2 separate regions of the Sus scrofa genome follow, and region 2 is linked to region 1. Evidence: chromatin contacts called from public Hi-C data. All regions are on one chromosome and are shown on one strand. Each heading gives the region's core, a stretch centred on a gene start, on an enhancer-like site or on the middle of the called end of the contact. The rest is flanking DNA. Distances are from core to core; before and after follow the strand shown.

The links. Hi-C and Micro-C count contacts between places; a contact is called where the count stands out from the background.
Region 2: a contact with region 1 is called in a Hi-C map of alveolar macrophages, with 4 times the contacts expected there. The contact joins the enhancer-like site here to the promoter of PTK2B in region 1. A contact is called at or near these places in 5 of 5 promoter capture datasets (fetal liver, fetal skeletal muscle, liver and 1 more), 36 of 47 Hi-C or Micro-C datasets (adipocytes, adipose tissue, alveolar macrophages and 19 more) and 2 of 2 datasets of contacts at active chromatin or transcription factors (alveolar macrophages and skeletal muscle).

What each region holds. Positions count from the first base shown.
Region 1 is chr14:11,063,398-11,067,261 of Sscrofa11.1, forward strand. It overlaps PTK2B (protein-tyrosine kinase 2-beta), which reads left to right and starts at 1,703. Exons shown (of 31, transcript XM_001925998.6): 1 at 1,703-1,968.
Region 2 is chr14:11,166,792-11,170,222 of Sscrofa11.1, forward strand. It overlaps PTK2B (protein-tyrosine kinase 2-beta), which reads left to right. Exons shown (of 31, transcript XM_001925998.6): 8 at 1-61; 9 at 471-545; 10 at 1,100-1,201; 11 at 1,906-2,023; 12 at 2,551-2,590; 13 at 3,022-3,068. Among named protein-coding and RNA genes, the nearest start is that of CHRNA2, 36 kb to the right of the region's middle. Within about 2 kb of position 1,755, at least 5 of the 83 cell types and tissues checked have an H3K27ac peak or open chromatin away from gene starts, as enhancers often do. A contact at or near this core is called in alveolar macrophages, where this site is marked.

The DNA of each region.
Region 1 (3,864 bases), core at 453-2,952:
ACGGTCTGGCCACCTGCTTTCTGATGCACTCTGACAGGTTCCTTGCAGAGTGGTCCAGTTGCCCCTTTCCCCATAAGTCCCCAGCTAAATCCAATTTACCCCAACTGACTCACCTTGCTGCCCAAGCCCTAGCCAAGGTCTCCCTGGATACCTACTTGCATGTCTTCTGACTGCTTTGCAGACCCTGGTATCACCCGGTATTACCTGGTGTTGAGAACATGGCTAATTGGTGGACAGGATGAACAGGACTGAGCACCAGTAGTCGTGGCTGTGAGCTCCATGGTAAGTTGTAAGTTGCCCTGCATGAGTGGGGGGAGCCTGGGTGCAGAGATTCTGATTTTCACTAGACTTGGAGTGTCATCCAGGTATCTTTATTTTATGTTATTTTTTATTTTTTCGGCCACCCTGTGATATGGAGTTTCCAGGCCAGTGATCAGATCTGAGCCGCAGCACAAACTAAGCTGCAGCTGCAGCAACATCAGATCCTTAACCCACTGTGCCGGGCCAGGGATCAAATCTGGGTCTCAGGGCTCCCAAGATACCACAGATCCCATTGCACCGCAGCAGGAACTCCAAGGTATCTACATTTTAAAAGCCACTGATCATGCCAGGAGAAACAGTGTGTGTGGTTCATTCGTCTCAATCCTCTTTTCACAAAATGGGGAGAATTAAGTGAAATATAAATGCAGATGAAATGTAAACTGAATGCTTCCTTAGCACAGTGATTATTTAGACATGCTCACCAAATGCTGGCTTTGCCTTTCCTTTTTCTTGGGTGGCTGGTTTGCAGAGTTTGGAAGCAGGGTGTGAGAAAGTGTCACGAGGGGGTGGGAAGGGTATCGGGTATGAAGGGCTGCCACGTGTGGCTGCACAACTTTAGGGGGCACCATGTTTAGTTAGGGCTGCCCTGGTGAAGAGCATCTTCTAGAACTGTAGGAGATCCAGCCCTTCACAGGGTGCAGAATGAAGAGGTTTAGAGTGGGGGCTCTGGAGAAGATGCGGGGGAACGCTGAGTGACACACCAGCTTTTTGACCTTAATGCTAAGCCCTGTTCACCTCCTCCTACTCAGGAGAAAGTCTGGAATCTTTCCAGTGATAGGGAAAGGGGTTGCTAAGTGCCCTTGAGTCACTGCCTCAGCTCTCACTGCCCTGCTGGCCTGAGTGAAGAGGTGAACCGGCCTCTTGGTTCTGGGCAACAAAGTGGGCTGCTGTGAGCAAAGGCCACTCAACTTCTATGACTGTTCTTGTGCCGCACTCTGGTCCTGGCTGTTACAGGGCAAGGACCTCCTCCATATTGTTAGGGCTTTGGATGAGTTCTGCCAAGATCCTTGGTGAGAGTCACCTGGTCGCTGGTGCCCCCAGAAGAGGCTGGGCACTTTAGGGCATGAAGAGACCAGGAGGGACAACAAGGACGGCAGTGTGACAGGCAAGTGACAGTCTCCACCTCTGAAACCTACCTGGGGGCTAAGAGGAAACACCAACCTCTAAGCATGACCTTCCCAAGTTTCCAAGTGGAGGGAAAGGCAGAGGGAGGCGTAGTAAGAATTGGGAGCTCCACTGCTCACAGGGGGCAAAGAGCAACAGAAGACACCTCCCCCCACCCCCCACCCAGGGTCCGCCGTGGCCGCCAGGTGGGCACTTGTAGCTCTAAGAATTGGCGGCGGCGTCTATTTCAGAGTTTATGGTAAGAGGCTGGAGCCGCACACACGCTCAGCACCGCAGACAACACACCCCACCCTTTAAGGAAGTGGGGAGGAGAGCAGCAGGGGTGTGGTTAAGTCGGAGGGGGAGAGGGGAAAACACAAACCTGTCAGCGCTCTTACTCAGCGGAGGCCTCCGGAGCCGCCGCGAAGCCCCTCCGAGGAACCCCTTCCTTACCTGCGCAGTCCCCGCCGCACCTGTACCTGCCGCAGCCCCGCACCTGGCCGAGCCGAAGAGCTGCCGCCGGGAGCCGGCGCTTCCCTCCTTGTGAGTCCCCCTCCCGCGATCGGGGCTGAGCGCCCAGCCAGAAGTTGGAGGCTGGACGAGGTGGGAGGTTGGGGGGACCCGGACGCGAGCGAGTTCCTGAACCAGGAGCCACGCACCCAGAAGTGGAGCTGCGGGTGGGGGGTGGGGTGGGGGAGGGGATTCTATTTTTGGAGTTAAGTTGAGAGTAAAGGGTGTTTCTCCCTCTTAGTCCTCTTGACGTATTCAGAGCGGAGAGGCTGGGGCAGGGGGTGATGAGAGGGCGCAGAAAGGCCACCCGCCTCTAAAGGTCAGACTGGAGAGCTTTCCCAGCTCAACCGCAACTCCGGTATTGTAGCCCTTTGCCGCGCCCAGCTCTGCTCCTGCTGTCCCCTTTGGCAGGCCCACCCTGGTCACATTCCCACACACACCCGGCTGCTCTCCCCATTTGATTCTTGCTCCGACTGGAAGTAAGCAGGGTTTGGCGAGGAGTAGAGACAGAACAGTGTGTGTGTGTGTGTGTGTGTGTGTGTGTGCGCGCGCGCGCGTGCGTGTGTGTATTGTGGGGACTAAAGTTACACCGCTTGCTGCCACCCTAGGTCTTTGCAAAACTATTTCAGAATGCCCCTAAGGGGTTAAATTCTGTGCCGCCTTCTCCTCCTGTCAGGCTGTGCGTGGGCAAAGCCTTGGGTGGGTGAACAGGCGACATATGGGTGATGTTCTGAGCCCACCGAGCCCCACCACCTGCCCTAACCCTCAGCCATCTGACGCTGGAGTCTCCCCACACCCCGAACTTGGAGCTCAGTCCAATCAGGCTCCTTCTCTGAGGGGCTTGGAGGTGAAGGAGAGCGGAATTGTGGACACGGAGGGGGCATTCTCCAGGGGGATTCAGAAGCCAGAGGAGGAAGAGCTTTCCTATGACCCATAGCTGGACAGGAGCCCTCAGGCAATCGGTGCGGAAGGATCAGCGAAGGGGCTCGAGGTGTTGTCTCCATCCCTTGTGGCCAAGGAATGCAGTAGTGGAACTTTCACGCCTCGGGGTGGCTGGAGGGAGAGGAGGCAGAGAGGAGAAAGCGAGTGGAGATGGAGAGGGGAGGGAAGGAGTCACATTCAAGAGACCAGCTCCAGCAGGACCCTCTGCTCTTGTCCCTCATTCAGTAAGCATTTGCTGACTTCCTACCTGAGGCCAGGTGCCTGGGACCCAGCCCTGGGGCGTAAGGGGCAGGTGCTGACCAGCCCAGCACTGGGGGTTGGGAGGAGCCCATCACGATGTCCAGGAAGGCTTCCTGGCAGAATTGACTCTAAGTGGGGACCTGAAGGATCAGTAGAATTAGCCACAGGGCAGGGGGGGAGGGGGGGAATGAACAGCACAGGGCTCAGCAAGTGCTGGACCCAAGAGCAGAAGCAGCAGCGTGACGCACCCAGGAAACTGAAAGTAGCTCGGGTGTTCAGCACATGGAGAGTGCAGGGCGAGGTGAGCTGGAGAGGTAGGGAGAGATGGCGCCAGAAGGGCCTGCCCAGGCTGCCATGGCAACTCCTGTTACTTGGGACCAGAGCCATCAGCCTCCGCTTGACTCAGGGCGGGGCTGCCAGATTTAGCAAATGAAAATACAGGTCGCTCAGATTTGAATTTCAGGTAAGCCACGAATATCTGTCAAGTATAATATATATCCTAGAGGTCATGTTGTGGCTCGGCAGTAACAAACCCGACTAGCATCCATAAGGATGCTGGTTCTATCCCCGGCCTCGCTCAGTAGGTTAAGGATCCAATGTTCCTGTGAGCTGTGGTGTAGCCCAGCAGCTATAGCTCCGATTTGACTCCAGCCTGGGAACTTCCATAAGCTGTGGGTGTAGCCCTAAAAAGCAAAAAAAAAAAAAAACAAAAGAAGAAGAAGAAGAAGTATAAGTATGTCCCATGCA
Region 2 (3,431 bases), core at 505-3,004, 100 kb after region 1:
CTTCAACACCCTCGCGGGTTTTGCCAACATCGACCAGGAGACCTATCGCTGTGAACTCATTGTAATGCTGCTCTCTCTCTATTCTCTCCCTGACCTGAGCTCCTGTCCACTCTCAGGAAAGGGGGCCACGGGGCCAACTTGGGGCGGGGGGTGAGGTCAAAAAGAGGCTTTGCTTGCTTGTAGGTTCTGTAGCACCAGGGCCTCCCTGATGTGTCCCCAGATCCAACTAACATTAAGCTACTTGCCTGGAGAAGGGAACTGAGCTCCTGGCTCCAACTCTGGGAGGCGGGGCGGGGCCGGCAGGGTGTTGGGAGGGGGTATAATCTGTGTGGTGGAAGGGGTAGGATGGAAGGAGCTGGAAGGTCCAGGAAACAATGGCCTGTGTCTAGCGTCGTAGTGAAGTGTTTTCAAATTTCTGAAATGTGATCGGGCAGAGCTGGGACAACAGCCCATTTCTCCTTTGATTCCAGCAAGGATGGAACATTACCGTGGACCTGGTCATCGGCCCTAAAGGCATCCGCCAGCTGACAAGTCAAGATGCAAAGGTAGAGACTGGAGGCAGGCCCCAGCCACCTACCAGCCCCAGGCAGAGAGGTCCTCCCCTTTCTGCTGCCCCATCGCTGATAGCAGAGGCCCTTGGTGTCAGCAGCTGCAGAGAGTGCTGGGGATAACACATGGGGCAGGTTGTTCTTTATATGCATCCCCGAGAGGAGGCGGGCAGCAATGTTTGGGGAGTGGGTGGAAGGACACTACTTTGCTCTTCTGATTCAGATGAGAGAGTTGCTCTTCCAATGGCAACTCCAGTGGTACCCATGCCGCTGGGAGTCAGAGACCTGGGTCCAATCCTGGCTCTACCACCAACTTGGCCTATGACCTTGGGCAAACTCCGGCTCTCTCCAGATTCATTTTTTTTCTTCTGCAAGGGGCTTGAGCTAGATGATCCTTCTAACCTTAATCATCTTTGATTCTTTCTCCATCCCCTGAGAGACTCCCAGTGCCCACTTCTCCCTTGTGCCACACCCCCATGCCCCACTGACCCATCTGCACAGCCTGCTCTCACGAATGGGATGGTCTGAAGGGCCCCCCTCCTTTCCCACAGCCCACCTGCCTGGCCGAGTTCAAGCAGATCAAGTCCATCAGGTGCCTCCCGCTGGAGGAAGGCCAGGCGGTACTGCAGCTGGGCATTGAAGGTGCCCCCCAGGTGAGCATCCCTGGGCACCTGGACTCTGTGAAACAATGGGAGCAGCCACAGGTTGGGAGTTTCCTGCTCAGGCCAGCCTGGTGGGGCTTCCCTGACTGCTGGAATCTTGTTAAGAAAACTGCACCTTAGTTCTTAGACCAAGTAGCAGGATGATGATAAATTAAGGGAACTATTTCAGGAAGCAAAGTTATTTTTTTAAATATCAAGAAAGAAGTTGGAGGAGGTTTGGAGAGTAGGGGTGGGTAAAGTGACCAGAAATCAAAATAGAGCGCAGAGGTCTAACTTCGAACAAGTGAACAATGACTCAGAAGCAAGACCTCAGGGACTAGGGGCTTTTTGTGGCTGGAGGAATCAGAGAATAGACTGCAAACAGGTTGTCCATCTCCCCTTTCATCCATCTGTCTCCTGCCCCACTCCTTCCCTCACCTCTTTTCTCAGTTCTTGCCCTCATACTGAGCAGCTACTAGGTAGAAGGCGCACTCAGAGACCAGTATAAGTCGGAGCTGGAATGGCCTTCCTAGAGTGTAGGGTGGTCCATTGGGAGGGTAACGAGAGTGCCCCCTGGTGGCGATGGGGAATGCAAACCCAACCCCAGGAGAAAGGCAGACGGATCCAGGCCCTATAGTTTCTTCTTCTCCAGTCCTGTGCAGTAGACTCTAGCCAAGGCTCTGGAGTCTCACCTTTGGCTGGTCTCTTCCCTGCAGTCCTTGTCCATCAAAACCTCCTCTCTGGCAGAGGCCGAGAACATGGCTGACCTCGTAGACGGTTACTGCCGGCTGCAGGGGGAGCACAAAGGCTCTCTCATCATTCGTCCCAAGAAAGGTGCGTTTCCACTTGAAGGTAAATTGGCCCGAGGAGCAGATGGCGGCACAGCCCAGCCAGGCCCCCAGAGGCAGACAGAGCAGGAGAGGCCAAACCATTAACTGATACGAATGAAGAGGCTTTGGAAGTGTGGGAAGGGGCTCACTCAGCCCTTCTGGATGCTCCCTGTGGTGCCATCCTGGGTCCTCAGCTACAAGCCCTGGGCCCGCTGGCCCAAGCGCAACATGGGGACCAGCTTCTGGAAGAAAGATGTTCGTAGCCGTGGGAAGATCAAAGCTATGGCTAGAGCATGGCTAGTTCCGCCTGTATGTGTGATGGATGGAATCGGAAAGCAGGGTTCGGGCTGCAAAGTGACAGTGGCAGAGGAAGCCCAGGAGTTTCTTCTATTAAGAGGATTCCAATTCAGGCCAGCTTCCACTCCGACTTTGAGAAGCCACAGAAGGGCGGGAGGGGTCTGCCTGTGTTGGGTCACAGCCAGGACCGTGTGTCCCCGGCTCCAGCTCCCCCTCTCCTTCCTCTCTCTCCAGATGGTGAGAAGCGGAACAGCCTGCCCCAGATCCCCACACTGTGAGTAAACCGGAAGGCGGAAGGCAGGGGAGCTGGCCCTGCACCCATCCTGTGTCTTCCCAGCGCAGGCAGAGCAAACAGACAGCCTCCCCACCAACCCCGACCCCATGGTTTCTGGGCCCCAGGAGAAAATACTGGAACCCCACCATTTCACATGTGGTGATTTTTCACCAGTAAAATTCTCCCAGTAAATCCATATAGGAACACTCTGGCATCATCTCGAGGGGTTTGCTGCTCTCCTTTCCCCTCTGCCTGCCGCCCCCCCCTGCCCCCAGCCACCTGGGCCTTTCTCCCAGGTAATTGCCATCAGGACAGGCTGCTTCTCTAGGCAGGAGGGGGCACAGCACAGCTGCCCCTCAAGCCAAGGCTGCCCTGGGGGAGCACTGCCAGGCTCTGTGCTCATGTGGCTCCTGCCCTCCCATCTCCTACAGAAACACGGAGCCCCGGCGGTCCCACCTCTCAGAAAGCTGCAGCATAGGTAAGCTACCCATCTGCCATCCTCCACTTCTGCTTGCCCTTGTGACATCATCAAGGATTGCCTCAAAGTTACAGAAAAATGATCTTTCCCTATGACTCCTCAGTGATGGCTTTAACACCATTAATCCTAGTAGCTAACATGTATCGGGTTACAGCTACAGGGCACTGTGCTCATCCTGGTCAGCTCAGGTTCCATAACCAAAGACCACAGCCTGGGGGCTTAAAAGACAGGCACTGATTTTTCGCAGCTCTGGAGACTTGAGGTCCAAGATCAAGGTGCTAGCGTGAGTGGGTCCTGGTGAGGGCTCTCTTCCTGCCTTGCAGACGGCTGCCTTCTCACGGCCTCCTCTGCATCCTCACATGG